2 separate regions of the Mus musculus genome follow, and region 2 is linked to region 1. A link is a contact called in public HiChIP or PLAC-seq data. All regions are on one chromosome and are shown on one strand. The core of a region is the stretch at or near the end of the contact, and the rest is flanking DNA. Distances in the headings are between cores, read along the strand shown.

The links. HiChIP or PLAC-seq counts read pairs in DNA pulled down with a chosen protein or histone mark.
Region 2: an H3K27ac HiChIP or PLAC-seq map of trophoblast stem cells shows a contact between it and region 1, with 18 times the contacts expected there. The contact joins two enhancer-like sites. A contact is called at or near these places in 3 of 39 promoter capture datasets (embryonic stem cells and liver), 12 of 15 datasets of contacts at CTCF or cohesin (CD8 T cells, the G1E-ER4 cell line, the NIH/3T3 cell line and 5 more), 269 of 484 Hi-C or Micro-C datasets (2-cell-like embryonic stem cells, the 4T1 cell line, 8-cell embryo and 128 more), 47 of 115 datasets of contacts at active chromatin or transcription factors (the 230-238 cell line, the NIH/3T3 cell line, Th17 cells and 25 more) and 6 of 9 other capture datasets (adipose tissue, embryonic stem cells, embryonic tail and 3 more).

What each region holds. Positions count from the first base shown.
Region 1 is chr17:66,239,739-66,244,750 of GRCm38.p6, forward strand. No RefSeq gene overlaps it. Among named protein-coding and RNA genes, the nearest start is that of Gm20742, 50 kb to the left of the region's middle. Within about 2 kb of position 2,358, at least 29 of the 459 cell types and tissues checked have an H3K27ac peak or open chromatin away from gene starts, as enhancers often do. A contact at or near this core is called in the 4T1 cell line, epiblasts, pancreatic cancer cells and 1 more, where this site is marked.
Region 2 is chr17:66,483,557-66,488,568 of GRCm38.p6, forward strand. No RefSeq gene overlaps it. Among named protein-coding and RNA genes, the nearest start is that of Gm41608, 20 kb to the right of the region's middle. Within about 2 kb of position 2,370, at least 37 of the 459 cell types and tissues checked have an H3K27ac peak or open chromatin away from gene starts, as enhancers often do. A contact at or near this core is called in the 4T1 cell line, epiblasts, pancreatic cancer cells and 1 more, where this site is marked.

The DNA.
Region 1 (5,012 bases), core at 1,108-3,607:
GATTCTGGTCTTTGAGGTGAGAGTAGGAAGCAAGCCCCAAGGCAGTGTCCCTGATGAATGAGAGGACATCTTTCTGGCATCAGGAAATCCACTGCCCAGAGGCCACTCCCTCCTGCTACCCAGCGTGAGCTCAGAGTGGTCCAGGGCTCTAAGGAGAGTCACTCCGTGAAGTGCTAAGTGTACAGATCTGGGCCAGTGAGCCAGAAGATAAAGAACGGGAACAACTGCCACTTCAGCGTTCTGTTCTGTTAGGACCGAAGACCTCCTGTGTGGTGGGAGCAGAGCTTTTCAGACAAGCAAAGTCACTGAGTGTTTTGTAGTGAGCATGTCAGAGAGTGTGTCCCCTCAGAGGGATGGTTGTTAGCGTGTGAGCGCACACACGCTTCAGCCAGAGAGACAGCGTGTCAGTACATGCATCCTTCAGCCGGAGAGTCACAGGAAGAGGGGGAGAAAAAGAGAGGGAGGATGGAGGGAAGGGAAAGACCTCGGCTGTGCAAAGTGGTGCTCCAGGTTAGCATCAGGACAGGGTGAAGGCCAGCGTCTAGCTGCTGGTGGCTTTCTGTTTAAGTGTGGTGGGTATCTTTGTGCTTCAGTGATCCACACTAGTGCAACCCGTCCACGATCAGTCGACACGTTGCTCTAAATAAATTCTGACTGATCGGTTAAACCTGGCAAGCACCCTTCCTAGACAGGCGACCCTTGGCGTCTGTGACCCTCAGATCAACTTGCATTGGTTGGTATGTCACTGTAGCTTCTTACTGATTAGTGGCTTCTGGAGAAATGAGTATTGCTAATATGATCGAAGAAAGGGATTGATGCTCTAACACTGGCTCACAGTTGGGATGGCTCCTGGGACCGGGTGGCGCTGTTCGCTAGGAGCTACCTACCATCACTGGCAATCTCTGGTCGAGCCTTCAGAAGGCACCCGTTGAGTTTGTGTCTACATCAAATAGCTCCTTAGCGTCTGCCACACTGCATCTGATTTGCCTTATCCTTCCCTGCACGTTGAAGTCACTGAAGCAAGCTTTAAAAGGGGAAGAGTTTAAGATTGGATTTGTAAAATGTTTTTTACCGAAACGGAAATGCATGTCTCCGTTAATGCTTGGTTGATTTGTGCCTCATGATACTCGAGAAAAGTGAGCAGGGAGGACAAGGCAACAAAAAATATTTAAAAACGATGTTAAAGCCTAAGGAGCTATGAGAGTTGAAGCCAAGGTGACCCCACACTAGAGAGCTCTGTGAAACATGGGTTGGCCTGGTGGGGTTAGTCCGATTTCTGTTACTATAACAAAACACCTGAGACAGTTTACTTACAAGAAGAAAGAATTTATTCTGGCTTGCAGCTATAGAAGCTTTGGCCCACACAGTCATAGAGGCTTTAGCCCAGGCTCTGGTGGCCTTGTATAGGGCAGCACACACTGTCAGGGAAGATGTGGTGACACAAAGCTGCTTCCCTCAAGGCTGGGATGTGAGATAAACAGGGAAAGAAGGAAGATTAGCTAAGAATTCAAAGATGTCCCCTTAAAGTTTTGCCACCTCGAGGAGCTAGAGAAAGGACCTAAGAAGCTGAAGGGGTCTGCAGCCCCATGGGAGGGACAACAATATGAACTAACCAGTACCCCCAGAGCTCCCAGAAACTAAACCACCAACCAAAGAGCACACATGGTGGGACTCATAGCTCCAGCTGCATATGCAGCAGAGGATGGCCTAGTTGGTCATCAGTGGGAGGAGAGTCCCTTGGTCCTGTGAAGGCTTGATGTCCCAGTGTAGGGAATTGCTAGGGACAGGAAACTGGAGTGGATGCGTTGGTGGACAGGAGGAGGGGGAGGGGGAGGGGTTTTTCGGAGGGGCAGCCAGGAAAGGGGATAACATTTGGAATGTAAATAAAGAAATTACCCAATTAAAAAAATAAATACCCATATTAAAACAAAACAAAACAAAACAAAACAAAACAAACAAACAAACAAAAAAACCAAGTTTTGCCACCTCCAAATACTACCAGGGATTCCAAATGCAAACTGCGTACCTGGAGCATTCAGGGCCAAGGAGGAAGGTTTACAACACTGCAGACTAAGTATGAACAGTTAATTCTGTATTATTTCTGTTTCTAGGGTGTATCTCGCAGAATAGGAGACTAAGCAGGCCCTTGCCTTTGCCTCAGGTTCCCCCAGATGTGTCCTTTTTCCTGAAGCCTGATCCTATGGGGTGGACTTGACTTGTGAGCATCACTTTGTTCAAACAAATCATTGCTGGGGATTAGAGAATTGGGAATTCGGTCAGAAAGCCAGTGAACTCTGTTGGGCCTTTGTTTCCTGTCTTTCCATCCCCTGTGGCCCCGCCTCCTGTTCCTGCCCTGGGGCCCTTGATCTTTCTCTGTCTCCTCCCTCCTCTCCCTCCTCCTTCCTTGACTGGGGCTGTCAGGAAGAGAACTGAGACTGGAATCTTTTTTTCTATCCCGAGGGTACTTGCTTTGAAAAACTTTTTTTTTTTCCCCTGCTGCCCTGAATCCAAATGTCCTTTGCTTCTTGTAAAAACTCTGGTTAGTCTCAGTGGTGCTGATGGAAGAGATCAGAAATCTCCAGAAATCATGATGTTAGCGGTTCCCTCTTTCTGAGTGTGGGAGGTCCTGCAGCCAAAGCTCAGGTGAGTACCGGGGTGTGTGTGTGTGTGTGTGTGTGTGTGTGTGTGTGTGTGTGTGATGTTGGCTTCCTGGGCGTCAGTCTGAGCACACAGGTTAATCTCTCGCCATCCTGTGGCAAACTGCTGAGGCAGGCACTCCTTACTTTTAATGGGAAAGGAAGCAAAGACAACTAGGAGTGCAAGCTGGGTTCAAGATGGTCCCAACGCTGGTAGCTGCAGCCACTCCTACCAGGCAGGGCTCCGTGACATTGCTAGGTCTCATGCAAGGAACTCCCTGTTTCTCCCATGTGCATAATTATTCCCTCCATCCATATTGCTGGCACTAAAATCTTCTCCACACCATTTCTCATAAACCTCATGAGCAGTTCGTGAATTTGGGAAACTGGGATATTTCACAACTCACTTCTCTGAGATTCCAAGATGTCGGTGTCCCTTCTGATGTTAGAAGGCAGTTGGAGGAAGAACTCAGTTTTTTGTTTTTTGTTTTTTGTTTTTGTTTTTGTTTTTGTTTTTTCAGACCCTGCCTGATCTGGCCTTTCTCACTCCCAACCACCCTGGCTCGCTGAGGGCCTGGCTCCCTTGGCTAGGTTTCAAGTGCTGCGGCACGCACAGTTAGGTACTTAATAAATCCGTTGTAAAGCTAGTGTTTCCTGAAGCTAAAGTAATGGCCCATGTAAACAGTATAAAAGTAACTGAACCAAAAGAACAAAACAATATATATATAAAACACAAAGCCATCAGAGGCTTGAGGGTATCACGTAAGACAAGAGGAAGTAATGGAGAAGAGGTGCGCCCCAAGTCCCAAAGACCAAAGCAGACTCGGTGGGAAAGAGGGGGAAGCGTGTTTAAATGGGTTCGCTTCTCTCTGCAAATAAATTATCTCCTTTATTCCTTGGATGAAACCTGTGAAGGGTTGGTAACCTCTCCCTGAGATCCATGAGGGCCCTCCCCTCCCCTCCCCTTTCCTCCCCTCCCCTCCCCTCCCCTCCCCTCCCCTTTCTTCTTAACACCATTCAACTACTGATCTTCTGACTCTGAGTACCGATTTGTTTGCCACTGGCTTTTCTCCACTTGGCCACGGAAGCACTCTGCCGCAGCTATACCCTAGCCCAAGATGGAATTCCTCCCAGGACAGAACCCAGGGTCTTCTCCAGGCCACTAAGAAGCACCAGGTCCTTAAGTTCTACCTATAGTGTTCTTTCATAGCAAACACGACCAATATCCTGGTGTGTCTCCCTTTGACAGTCAGTTCTAGAGAGACATGGAAACACAGGTCACAGGTACGAATTCAAATCCCTGCTGTTGTGAAGTCATGAGAGACTCTTCCTGTGCCTTGGTTTTGCCATGAGATTGCCATGCACGCATGGTTGATCGTCTTGAAGACTAAATGAGAAGTATATCGTGCTAGGAAACTTTGCGCAAATCTGACCATTGTGTTATTATACCAGACAGAGCTGGTTTCCCCTCAGTTTCCTAGAACACAGTCTACTAAGCGTTGGTTTTTCCAGGGTGACATAAGTGACTTTCTTGTTTTGGGTGACCCTTCACACTAAGAAGGGGACTCAGATAGGAGGCCGTCATATTGGGAGAATGGGCTGTGGTTAGAGGGTGGGCTTCAAGGCAAATGCTAACAGCCCCCTCCCACCCTTAGGAGACACACTGTCAGGAGACTGAATTTTCATATCACCAATGACTTCAATTGTGCTAACTAGTGAGACCCGGCAAAACTTGTGAGCCCCTTAATTGTCACCCCCAGTGTCACTGAACACACCAGTGTGTCAGGGCAATGATGTGTGCTAGTTCTATGGGGAGAAGCTTTGGAGCCTCCCCAGGCCTTCTCCTGGGATCTCCTTGACCATACCCTTATGGTAAACCTGAAGTCCGGATCCTAACTGTAGCAGCAAGCCTGCGCATGCGCCTGCGTCATCCTGGCGAGGTAATCACACAAAGGGTCATGCAGCCCCACCCCCATGCGCTTGTCTTATTTGCTTTTTGTCTTATTTGCTCCTCGACACAGGGATCACACACGTGACCACTGTACTCCGTCCCACACTGTGATGCCGAGGTGCCGTTCCTTTCACAAGCCTTGTCTGTTCATTCTGTCCTGTTGCTGCCTTGCTATGAAGCACATGGACTCTCAAAGAGTATGCTCTTTGCCTCACTTCCCGTTGCCGTTGCCATAGAGCCTCAGCAGCACTCTGCCGCGGGTCCCCTGTTGCACCTCAGAGCCTTCCATGCCGCTGTCTCCTGCTCCTATGCCAACTCTTTTCACCTTTTCTCTCCAAATTCTGTCGTATGGCACGTAGGTTGTTCCCTGAAGGTTGTGCCTCGAGTTCCTCCAGAGTGTCCCCATGATTCATAGCGGCCTCATA
Region 2 (5,012 bases), core at 1,120-3,619, 240 kb after region 1:
ACACACACACACACACACAGAGGTAGTCTATCAACAACACGTGAAGAGAGGAGAGAGGGGGGAGGGGAATGGGAGAGAAGGGGCAGAGAGGGAAAAGTGTAAGAGGGAAAGAGAGCAAGAGAGTAAGAGAGCGGAGGGGCCAAACAGCCCCTTTTACAGAGTCAGGCATACCTGGCTATTGCCGGATAACTGTGGGGCAGAGTCTACGGATAACTCAAGTTGTTTTCTCTGTGGAAACAGGGCCAGAAACACCTCCAGTCAGGGCTCTCAGGGGGCCACTTACTGGCCCTGTCAGGATCTCAGAGCTGTAAGACTGGTGAAGTGCCCTCAGGGCTGTGAGGTCATTCTCTAGAGAACTCCCAGCATTCAGTGTAGCTGTCCAGGAGTCACAGAGAACTGGGTAGGTACACCTGAAAGGGAGGCTGAGAATGAGATCGGATAGGCGGGCGAGAGAAGAATGAAGCCAAGCCAAAGAGTTCCAATCATGGCTCAAAGTTTCATTTTCAGCTCCGAGTTTATATAGGCAAACCCCAAAGACCCATCCCTTTGTTTCAGTTGGGTTCTGTTACAACAGGAAGTCAACTCCTCCTGGAGGCTCCATTAGAAATGCAAATGTGGTCCCTCCAGCATGGTTGCAAACCCTCTGAGGTCTGTTTAGTCAACTCAAGGCTGGGGGAAGGGCTTAATTCAGGGCACTACAGTGCCAATCCACAAAGCCACATGCTGTCATCCCTGAGACACTGAGTCATCTAGGAAGACCCGAATGTCCAACATGAAATCCTTGGAAACTCAGGTGACTGGAGGCCAGCATGAGCCAGGCTACTCTGCAGGTTGATCTTACCATCAGCTCATCTCCTGGGAAGCGGGTTGTTCTTTTGTGGCTTCTAATGAGAAAAATCAGAATATTTCTGCCATTGATTATCTCAGGAGCTTTAACAGCCATGCTCTGCCCTTGAACTCATCTTGTAGACAAGAAGCAGCAAAGTTTCTATAAGCCGTAGATTATAATTCTGTAAATTCCCTAGATTCATAGTATGTGGCAAGTCACAGCTGAAATGAAAACTGGCTGCTGTCATCGAATGTCTCTTGGCCCCTATCTGTGGAGGCTCTGGGTCACTAGCTGTACCATTCATATCCCTGAGGCAGATGCACTTTGGTTCTAGGTGTGGAGGAAATGAGTCCCACTTTAGCCTGGTTATTCTCACCAGCATCATGAGCACCGTAAGGGCCAGCATGTCCATCCGGCCTCTGGAATGCCATCTCAATTCCATGCTACTGATCACGCGTTAGCACAGTTTGGTAGCTGAGGCAGCCCCTTTGCAAGCTTAACCACTATCCTGTGTGCCCCAGTGACTTTGTCACCAAGTGCTCTGTAAAGAACTGGGACATGTCTGTAGTGTGCAAATGGGCTTCTAAAGATGCACTGGAGTCAGAAATCCCACAGGGTTCCACAGGAAGCTTCCCTGGGACAGGGGGTCCTAGAGTTGAACAGCAAGATGTGACAATAATTCTTCAAATTGGAAGTTCAGGCCTAAATCTCTTGTTTCCACGAACTAGGCAAGTCCAGGCAAGTCCCAGGTCTCAGAAGCTGCCCCACCACCTGGCTTGAGGCAAGGACAATGGGTTAAAGAGTTTCCAGCCCCCACGTCCCAGTAATGGAATGTCCCTAGAGATGGAGCAAGATAAAGATCACCTAACCCTGTCATCCCCTAATGTGCTTTAAAATCAGGACTGAGAGCTCACTTGGTTGTCTATCTTGGTGATGGGAGACCCCAGCATGCTGGACTTGTGCAGAATAAAACATTCTTTGTGCTTGCATACTATTTGAGTCCACCATATCATTCTTCAGCGAATCATGAACCCTTAACGTTATAAAATCATAAACTTTGACAATGGATAAGACAGGGCAAGCCAATACAGAGGTTCTTCCGTCTTGTATTCTTGCTGAGGCTATTTCAAATTAACCAGAATTGGATGCCCTGGGTAGAGAACCCTGTGGAAAATTACATAAGTGTGTTTTAGGAACACGAGGTTAAGATGCCCTAGCTAACTTACACTGGATTCTATTAAACTGCTTGTTTCTGTCCTTGTTTCCCTGCAGCTGCTGAGTGAGATGCAAGGATGTCGTTTTTTTTTTGCCTTAAAAAAACTACTACTGTATTGTGATGATGCACAGCGGTGCAGACAAGGAAAAGAAACTACAAGGATCTGAAGGGGACAAGCTCTTGGACCTTAAAACAGGCTGTAGGGTGCTGAGGGAATTGTTTCATGGGTGACTTTAAAATCCTATGTCTAAGACGGGCGCAGGCAACCTGGATCCTTTCAGCCAAAGAGAGAAAGGCAAACCGGCTCAAGTGGGCTCCCTCTGCAGGAAGTCTGGGGCAGTGCAAGGGGTGACCTCGGCGGTAACAAAGCCAGGCTTGTGTTCGAAAGAAGTCACAGTTTGTTGCTCCCGCAGGCAGGGCACCTGATAGTCTCCGATCTAGGACTGCGGGCGCTGGGGGATCCTGTGTCGCTTCCATTGAGACTTTCTCCCTATGAAATCAGACCTTTCCTGGAATGTGAGCATGGGTTTAATGCCAATGGCAACGAATCATCTCAATGATGTCAGGACACAAAATACAGAGAAGCATTTGAGGGCCCGGAGCAGGCCGACCTGGTGCTGGGTTGGGTGTGCCAGGACTCAGGACATCTGCCTTTCAGCCATCCCCTCTCCCCCAATTTAGAGAGAGGCCGACCAGGCACCACCCAGGGAGAAATTGCTCTGTCCTTGACTCTCGTCCTGGGATGGTTGTCTAGAGGCTGCACACGCAGGCAGAGGGGAAGCACCACTCACAAACCTGGGGTGCTCTGAGGAAGAGTGGTCCATTTCCCTTCTCTGTAAATTCATTTGAGACCAAACAGAGCGGTGGCACAGCTGGACAACCTGCTGACGTCCATGGAGTTCATTTTCAGCAAGCCCTTAAATGTGGTAGGTTTTTAATAAAGCTCAGAGCCTGTCCTTCTTTGGATAGACTTAATTTATGCCCATGTTACCTTAGTGCTGACATCTTCTGTTCTCTTCCGGCTCCTACCAGCTGCCACCAAGTAAGGGTTCCTCTTTTTCAAGACTCTATCTGCACAGACATCAGGTCCCACATCACATGTTAATGTTCACAGCTCAATGGCAATACTTCAGAAGAGTACCTAACATATGTAAAGACAGATCAACGAATCAACAAGACAAAAGCAAGCGACTGGAGAAAACGCACCAAGACCACAGTGATTGCTGGGAGTACAGTTCAGTAGTATAGTGCTTGCTTAACCTCCAGGAAGCTCCCGCATCACAAAACAACAACAGCTACAACAGAAAGCAGGGTGACGTGCCACCATCTATTTATCAGAATGGGGAAAAGAATGAAAAGAAGCAGCACAAGTTAATAAAATATATTCGTATAAATAATAACTATACTTATTTCATCATTTAAACAGTCGTTTAATTATTTAAATGATAAATCAAATTATAAGATCCCATTTATTTATTTATTTATTTTGTTTTTTTTTTGTTTGTTTTGTTTTGTTTTGTTTGAGACAGGGTTTCTCTGTATAGCCCTGGCTCTCCTGGAACTCACTTTGTAGACCAGGCTGGCCTCAAACTCAGAAATTCTCCTGCATCTGCCTTCCAAGTGCTGGGATTAAAGGTATGCGCCATTTAAATATTTAAACAACCTAATTAACCTTACTATTCAGCTAGATGTTTGATCATTATTTTTGTTACAGTATAACCGTTGCAATGACACTACATATCACCAACATAATTATCAAACGGACAGAGTATTCATACAATAGGTACCAGTGTTGACAGTGTAGAAAACTGATGTCAGCTCTGATGCATGCCCATGACTATCATAAGACAGACCTAGAACGATATCAACTCTAAACTCCTATAATCTAGAAGAGACTTGCATGGAATGGGGGGATTATGGCTTATTAGCACAGTGGCCACTACGGCATCAGTAATCTGACAAACTTTAGGTTTTTTTTTGTTTGTTTGTTTTTGCTTTTGTTTTTCGAGACAGGGTTTCTCTGTGTAGCCCTGGCTGTCCTGGAACTCACTTTGTAGACCGCCTGCCTCTGCCTCTAGAGTGCTGGGATTAAAGGCATGTACCACCACGCCCGGCTCAGACTTTAGGTTTTATCTGTGTGAAGTAATAAGGCTTATCTGTGGGCTGAGCTACTGGGAGAGGCTGTAGGGGCAGCCTCTGAGGTCTGGATCTTACTGGGGGCTCAGGAAGAGTCACTGAGAAAAAAAAACCAAAACTATAAAATCCATACTTTGTGTTCTTAAAAAAAAAAACCCGAAACCAAAAACCAAAAACCAACAACCAACGTGCCTGATTCTGCAATTGATTAATCCAAACAAAACAGAATACCAGGACACTTCCAGGGCAGGCTGGTCCTGAGCTCCTGGTGACAGCTACTGGCCTGAAGCAAGGGAACATCTCCTCACCCACTTATTATGCCTGCTTCCTGTTCGCTCCTCACCCCAACTTGGGGCCTCTCCTAGCACATTTTCTGCCTAACTCCAAGTCCTCAGAAGAGAAACTGGGACAGATTTAGACTCCCTTCCTTGCTCTCTGAGAACACTATGCTGCTAGCTGGGGTCAGTGGGACCCTAACTCTACCCTGAGCCCCAGCCAGGCTCTGAGTTTTCCACTCTCAGAAACACATTGTATGTGTACATGCAATGCATATGTGTGTGTATGTATAATATATCTCCCGTGTATACAATCCATTCTGTTGTTAGAAATAGCCTCTGAACCAGCCCCCGTTTGGCTCACAGAGCTTTTTTTTTTACCCATAGCACTCCTGTCTCTGTCATTCTTCTCCTCCATTGCTCCTGAGACCTATCTGCTATGGCTCACAGTCACATCCAAGTATGATCTATACATTTACAAAGTGGGACTGGGAGATAGCTCAGAGAGGTTAAATGCTTGCCATGCATTCAAGGGGATTGAGATGCCCTCCCTCCC